Regions from separate parts of the Mus musculus genome. Here region 1 is linked to region 2. A link is a contact called in public HiChIP or PLAC-seq data. All regions are on one chromosome and are shown on one strand. Each heading gives the region's core, a stretch centred on a gene start, on an enhancer-like site or on the middle of the called end of the contact. The rest is flanking DNA. Distances are from core to core; before and after follow the strand shown.

The links. HiChIP or PLAC-seq counts read pairs in DNA pulled down with a chosen protein or histone mark.
Region 1: a contact with region 2 is called in a FOXA1 HiChIP or PLAC-seq map of pancreatic cancer cells. The contact joins the enhancer-like site here to the promoter of Il1r1 in region 2. A contact is called at or near these places in 9 of 484 Hi-C or Micro-C datasets (the AML12 cell line, CD4 T cells, the G1E-ER4 cell line and 3 more), 2 of 115 datasets of contacts at active chromatin or transcription factors (bone marrow-derived dendritic cells and pancreatic cancer cells) and 3 of 9 other capture datasets (adipose tissue, liver and macrophages).

Annotation. Positions count from the first base shown.
Region 1 is chr1:40,540,795-40,544,525 of GRCm38.p6, reverse strand. Il18rap (interleukin 18 receptor accessory protein) reads right to left here. Exons shown (of 13, transcript NM_010553.4): 10 at 2,488-2,639; 11 at 1,399-1,536. Among named protein-coding and RNA genes, the nearest start is that of Il18rap, 27 kb to the right of the region's middle. Within about 2 kb of position 2,190, at least 22 of the 459 cell types and tissues checked have an H3K27ac peak or open chromatin away from gene starts, as enhancers often do. A contact at or near this core is called in pancreatic cancer cells, where this site is marked.
Region 2 is chr1:40,264,561-40,268,223 of GRCm38.p6, reverse strand. It overlaps Il1r1 (interleukin 1 receptor, type I), which reads right to left and starts at 1,638. Exons shown (of 11, transcript NM_001123382.1): 1 at 1,343-1,638.

The sequences.
Region 1 (3,731 bases), core at 941-3,440, 280 kb before region 2:
TGTGTGTGTGTGTGTGTGTGTTTGTGTGTGTTTGTGGGGGCGGGGAACTGAACTCAGACCTGAAACACTTCTTACTTTCTTTTCTTGGTGCCGTAATTTCAGCCTGCAAAAGCCACTGGCCTCAGAGGACCCTCCCAGTGAAGGTGCTTACACGGCAGGCAGACCTTCTGCTCCAAGCAGTAAAGTCAGTCACTGACACTGCAAATACACTGACCTGAGACTTGCTGAAGCCAGCAAAGCTTAAAGCAGCATTCTAGCCCATACAACATGATGGGTATTGCAACCATGTCTTGTGGGTGAATTAACAGAAGTGTCATTGGTAATAATAGGACTTGTAATTTGTGCAACTTACACTTGTTTGGGACAAATCCCTGACCTGGCATGCCTTGTTTTCATGTGGTAATAACCCAGGTGATGGGTTTCCTAAAACCAGACTTAAAGATTCAAAGTTAAGACACAGCCTCTTTGGGTGGTCTCATACGAAGATTATGGCTTCATCTTTCTCTGTCTAAGGGGACTGTGAAGATGGCAATAGTCAATACTCTGACTGGGCATATGACCCATCCTCAAGTGACATTCATCGCAGACCATACTGAGTTTCTATATACTTAGGTACCAGTCTAAAGGCAAACCAGGTCTAGCCTCAGTGAGCTCACATACTGTCCTCTGCCTGCTGCTGCGACAGTCCTGTTTTATGAATGAGGAGAGCGGTATATAAAGCTGCCACTTGCTGAATCACCCCAGATTGGTTAGCAAAGAGAATATTTCTAAGTCCCATAAATCCCACAAAAGTATCTTCTACAAGGTTCCTGGTAACTAGAATGAGCTAGAATTGTTTCTTCAGTCTTTCCTGGTGTAAAGCCAGAGCAAAAGGAGGAGAGGAAGGAGGAGGAGGAAGAAGAAGAGGAGGAGGAGGAGGAAGAGGAAGGAGGAGAAGATGAACAAGAAGAGGAGCAGGAAAATTAGAAGAAAAAAGAAGAAGAGTAAGAAAAGGGGGAGGAAAGACTAGGAGGAGGAGGAAGAAGAATTAGAAGAGGAAGAAGAAGAATAGAAAGAAGAAAAAGAAGAAGAGAAAGGTGAAGAGAAGGAGGGGGAGGAAGAAGGAGGATAAGAGGAGGAAGAAAAATTAAAAGAAAAAGAAGAGGGGGAAAAGAAGAGGAAGAAAAAGAGGAAGAGGAGGAGGAGGAAAAGAAGAAGAGGAAGGACCTAATCCTTCGAGATAAAACACTACCTATCAGGCATTAGCTACCTCTGACTTTTCTCATGGGCTCTGGCTGGCAGGAGGCATGTGAAATCACAACTAAGACAGTTCTAAGAAAAGAGAGCCAATAGATAGGGAATAACTAAGTAACAGTGTCTTGTCATTTAGACAGGGAGTGGCACACTGGGTGTTCTTACCCCCCAGAGTCTCATCTTTGTTCTTGTAGGTTCGACAGAGCAGGACAACTTCAATCCAGTACCAGTAGAGGAAAGCAGCTGCCACCAGAACGCCCACCAGCATCAAGGCCGTGCCGAGAAGGATGTATACAAACACCACTAAGGGAAACACAGAGATCTGAGCAAACACATCTAGACCAACACAGCCTATTATGTAATAGAAAGCCATGCTGCTATCTCTGTCATCTCAAGTCTGGATGGAATTTTCCACAATTAACTCTAGAGAGCCAGGTTGATGGGAAATTCCTGATGAGCTGACCTACGATGCTGAGTCATTTTACCTATTTTTGTTCCTACAAATGTCTATAGAGCTCATCTGTACCTTTCCTGTTGCCTGTTGTAAATTACATTTGCGGGTGCTCATCCCCATGGAAGTCTAAACATTCCTAGACTAGGAGTCACATCAGCACCTTGCACCCTCCATGACTCAACTTATAAATAAGGGATCTGCATAGGAAAGCTACCGTCATGGCACACTTACAGTGTCACACTATGGCCAGAGGACATTTACTCTGCTGGACTGTGTTCCAGTCATCGACTGAGCAAGTCCATGATTGGCCCAACCTCATCCCTGGACATCTTGCTAAGGATGGAACTGTTCCTCATGGGCATTTCTCAGAGTTCTTGTCATGGTCTCTGGAAGCCAGCAGGGGCAAATGGCAAAGAAAGTGATGTCTGCACACTGGGCTGTCCCAGTGGGTGGGGGTAGGTGGGGCTGGGGATTCTTGTAGGTACAAGAGGGATAAGTAGGTTAATTGAGTGCTTTAGGGAATGAGTAAGTGGGAAGGCTATATGAATGGGCAACAGCATGAACAGAAAGTCTGGGTGAGTTGAGTAATGGGTTCTTCTGCACACAAATTAGTTGTTACAAAGCTCAGGTCAAAGTCAGTTGTATGGTCATAGTCAAGGCCTTAAAGGAACTACCACGGCAAAGTGCTTTAGTGTCTGGAAAGCTTTCACAGCTAACACTGATGCTCTTTTTGGGAAAATGCCCCTTCCCCTTTCAAGAAGAACAGTTGTCAATCTCTGGGAACAAACTTCTAGGCTTACCCTCTTCCTTCTTCCTCAGCCGTATGGTCCGTGTTGTGTTCCCAATGGAGTTCTGGGCAAAGCAAACAAACTTTCTGCTGAGATCTCTCTGGGTAACTTCTCTCAAGAAGATGGTACGTTCAATGACTTCATTCTTGAAAGTGGATTGAATTCTAGAAAAGGAGGGGGAAATTCACACCCACTCAGGAAGATCAACTGCCATTCGTGAAGCTGTGCTCAGAAAGCTGACGAAGAGCCAGTAGGAATTTCTCGTAAGAAGACTGTAAAAGATCAGAGACAGACAGAGGAGGCTTGTTCTTCATCAATGGATGGAATCTGCTAAGGCTTTGCACTAAAGCACAAGTTACGTGTGGCCCTCCTCTGGACTTCACTGTAAGAGTCCCCCTTTGGGAATGAAGAATATTGATAATTTATGAACAGTCTCCCTCTGTAGACTGTTTCCTTCCCAAGCATGAAGCCCTAAATTTAATCCCCGGAGCACATGTAAAAAGCCAGGTGTGGTAGCGTGTACGTGTAATGCCAGCATTGGGAAAGCAGACAGAAGTGGATCCGTATGGCTCAGTGGCCAGACAGCCTAGTTCAGTCAGGAAGAAATTCTGCCCCCCACCCCCAACCCCAAACAAGATTAGTGAACTTTGAGGAATGAAAGATGAGATTTACCCCTAGCCTCCAAATGCAAGTACACATATGTCTACATACACCTACACACCTACACACCTACACACACACACACACACACACACACACACACACACACACATCATACCACACCACACCTAATTCCTCTTGAGGCTTGCTACCAGGTACTTGGCTGAGCACTGACTATGGACTCTTTAATCTCTTCCTTCCTCACAACACAAACTCTAAGGAGTCAGGATATGAACATCCTGACTTGGTAGTGTCAGGGGCAAAGTTCAGTGGAGGAAGAGTGGTGCTGGCCACAGTAGTGACATCATCATTACTGTGTGACTTTAGTATGTCCCACCTCCAGCCTGGCACCCAGATCTCTGACCCACCCAGAAAACTGACTTTCTGCATTTACTTAGTTCCCATTTTCTATGTCTGCATCATTCAGTGGTCACATTAAGGGACCATGTTCAGATGGGTCATGCCGCTGTGAGCCTACAATCAGTCCACAGAAGTTTTCTGCTTGCCACACATTCTGAGGTACATGTGGCTTCTACCTCATCTGTCCCTTATGGTGACCTTGAGAAATGAGGTTTTCTGTCATATACCTAGGAGAT
Region 2 (3,663 bases), core at 389-2,888:
CCTCATACTTCCCCCAGTGCCTGGGACATAGTCGCGTTCAGTGACTATTGGTTTGGTAGAATGAGGAAAGCTAATGCTAAGCGGTCTCACTGGGATGGAGATTCAGCGGAAGATGTTACATGTTACAAGCCTCGGGAGTAGGAAGAGCACTCTCCTGCCACATCACAGCATGGGGCTTCAGCAGAGCCAAGGCTGTGTGAGAATTTAGAACAAATGGCCACCCAAGACTGAGCCTACTGGCAAGTAAATACTATGCACCAGAATGGGAGCCAGCCCACGATGTTTCCACTTAGGTCAGAAGCTAGTTTAAGATGTGTGTATATATAATTAAATTAGATAATGGGTAGGATATTAAGAAATTAGAAGAGATCAAAATAGAAAAGGATGCCAGCAGCTGCTTGGTAAGTTAAGAGGGGGAAGAGGTAGTACTTGTCACCAGCACCAGCTCCTGGAGCTCACAGCCATGGGATTCCATGTGGGATATCCACCACCCAGAAGACTACTATTAAGTGAGGATGACTCGGGCACCAATTCCAATGACAGATAGACTTCATCTCTTCTTTATCATGGCCCAAGTAGCCCAACTGATTAGATTCTGTTGTCTCAGTTCCTAGGCTGTTCCTTGGGGTCAGAAAGATGGGATGCTCCCAGCTGGTGAACATCGGAAGCAGTACAGAGAGCTAGCCTGGTGGGAAGATGAGTCTACCTGCCTTCCCTGGCAGCCGCTCTCACTCACCCGGTCTCCCCAAGGGGATCTGAAGCTCAGAGGGTGCCAATCCTCAGAAAAGATAGCCGCTAAGCTTCTGATATAAAGCAAGGTGACCTTGGCATCTCACCTACAGGACTTCTGGGAGGAGAAAGGGCGGTAAGAATAAGGGGCCCTATAAACAGCCAAGTGCTGTGTGGTTTTGTAAATAATGCATCTACATTCCCCAGTATCGACCTGTCTGGAGAGAGGAGACATCTCATCAGGGGCATTAAGGAATCCACTTCTTGCCTCATTAAGACCTCTCTTCTGAGCCCAAACCTCTAAGAGGGACACTCCTGAACAAGTTAGTTGCATTTGGCCCAATTTCAAGGCCTGGGAGCAATTTACTCAAGGGAGACTCATCTACCTAGAGCAAACTTAAAGAGTTGGGCAAGTTCCCAACACACACACACACACACACACACACACACACCAGAAAGGGGGAGGACTAAACTGTCACTACCTTTATCCTACATCCACAGAGAACGCTGACCTGCTGGCTACTGGGAGTAACTTAAGAAAGGCATTTGTCTGGGTCAAGGCAGCTCTGAGGCCTTGCGACCCTATTTCAGGAACTCTCTAGTTTTCTCCTACCTGGGCGTGCCCGGGTGCCCCAGTGGCGATGTTCAACAATCCAGCAGCTCCGAACTAAACCCGTTCAGGCCGGGAGCAACCGGAGCCCTGGGAGCCGCTCAAGGGCTGCTCCGCGCTCGCTCGGGGGTCACATTCCTTCCGCTCTGGGGCAGGCGGGCACCAGCTGGGCTCCCGCCCTTCTAGGTGGGCGCCGCGCTCCCAGGCGGCTCCTGGAACCCCGCACCAGCTAAGACCTTCTGAGCAGCACGCTGCTCCCACTCTGAGCCGCCCGCGGGGGCGTGCAGCGGGCGGAGACTGCAGGCCAGCGTCCTCAGCCTCGGGCTCGGAGCTAGCTGGCCCAGTGCCAATGCCCCGCCCTGGGAGCCGGATAGGTTGGGTTGTGGAGTTTCTGCCCCACATCCCAGAATATCTACATCCACGCAGAACATTCCAGGGTCTCTGTATCCCTCCGGGGGTGGAGGCAATGGAGGGTCTCTGCATCTCCTTGGGGGCATTTGGAGGGTCACTGCATCTCCTTGGGGGCATTCCAAAATCCCTGCATCCTTGCCAGATGTCCCAGATTCCAGGAAGAATGGCTCTGATTCCCAGATGGCTTGGCTCCTCTGAGCAGCCTCTGTGTTCCCACCCAAACCAAAATTAGATGGGTCAACTCACGTCTACATCGCAACCAGATTGTGCCACCTAACAAGAACCGAGCTGGTGACCCATGGGGTATCAGATCCTGAGGAAAACACAGTTCTGTGCTCAGCACAACTGGAGCCCAGTACTGTGTGCCTCGAACTGGCTTTGAGCACTTAGCCGAGTCATTAAGTTTGCAATACCTTGATTTCCTCTTTTGGTATAAAGGCCCGCAGCCTTTATAGGTAGGAGGAGTTAAAGAGCTCTGGTGAAGAGTTGATAGTTCATAGGCTTTTTACTTGGTTGCTTTACTGCTGTCCACCAGGCTGAAAAACAGGTCCCCTTATCATATCCCAATTAATTGTAGGATTTGCTCTGCAAAGGAGAATTCCAGAGTTCTCAGAAAGCACATGAAAAAAAAAATCAAGAATAGCCAAATTTTAGGACAGGGTGCAAGGAGGACATTGTGGTCCTGGAAATAGCACCAACCATTCCGTGCTCCCTACCCTCACCCCCCAGCTTCTTCCACATATAATGCACCACCCTGCAATACAACTGCAAAGAAACAGTGATTGCTTAATACCTCTAGATAGAGCACATGGCCATTTCCTGCATGCCTTCCAGCGTGGACAGGCCTTGAATTTCCTGCCTTATTCGCGTATGCAGCCTAGAAACCCAAGGTTGAAGTAACCCCGGGGGAAACTCTGAGATGGTAGAAAGCTTAAAGGGGCAGCATCAATGGTATATCATAGATGCCACCTGTGGCCTAGCAGGGCAGAAGGTCCTCACTCATTTCCAAAGGTTTGGACTGCTCCTTTGCCTCCGAAAGGCAGGCTTAAGTCTGGCAAGGAACTGGTGCCTTATCCCTAACCCTGCCCTAGCCCTGTCCCATGGGTCTGTATTCCAGAGGCTGTTCTCACAGCCTTGAGTACTTCTAACTCACATCCACAGAAGATTTGACCCCCTTAGAAGCCAGAATTGCCATGTCATAGTCACTGAGGGCTGCCTGGTGTCGGGGTTTTTCAAAGCTTCCAGGCGACTCTGCTGCACAGCTCTCATCATGATGCAGACAGACCAAGTCTCAAGGCTGTCTGGACAGGTGTATACTGTGGTAGTCCCCATCTGCGTGCCTTGTCTTACTGCCTATTAACCATGAGCAGTGATTATGAGACGTGATTATGCACAGGTTAGAAGTGGCATTTCGAACACCCATACAGTTTGATCATATCCACCCCTATTATCCCCCTCCTGCTTCTTCATCTCTAACAGTCTCCATTCTAGGTCATTACTTTACACAATTATTAGCAGGTCTATGCACTGTCCTAAAAAGGTGGGATTTAATATCGGCTGTATTTAATTCCTTAGAACTAAATAATACTCTATTTAATGTATATGCTACACTTCCTTTATCCATTTATCCATCAAAAGGCTCCCAGGCTGGTTCATGATTTGACGGTGAATGGGACAGCATCAAAGATAGCTATGCTCATGTCTGCATGCCGATGGACACACCAGCAGCTGCATGCTGACTTAGACGTTTTTAAAGGACCAGATCCAGGAGCATTGGAGAAGGACCATGCAGTAGTCCTATTAGAAGTTCCAGTGTATTGAATGCTAAAAGCACATGAGCCTAACTTGACACTGTCACTTGGTGATAGAGCACTTGCCTAGCGTGTACCAGGCCAAGAGTTTTATCCTGACTG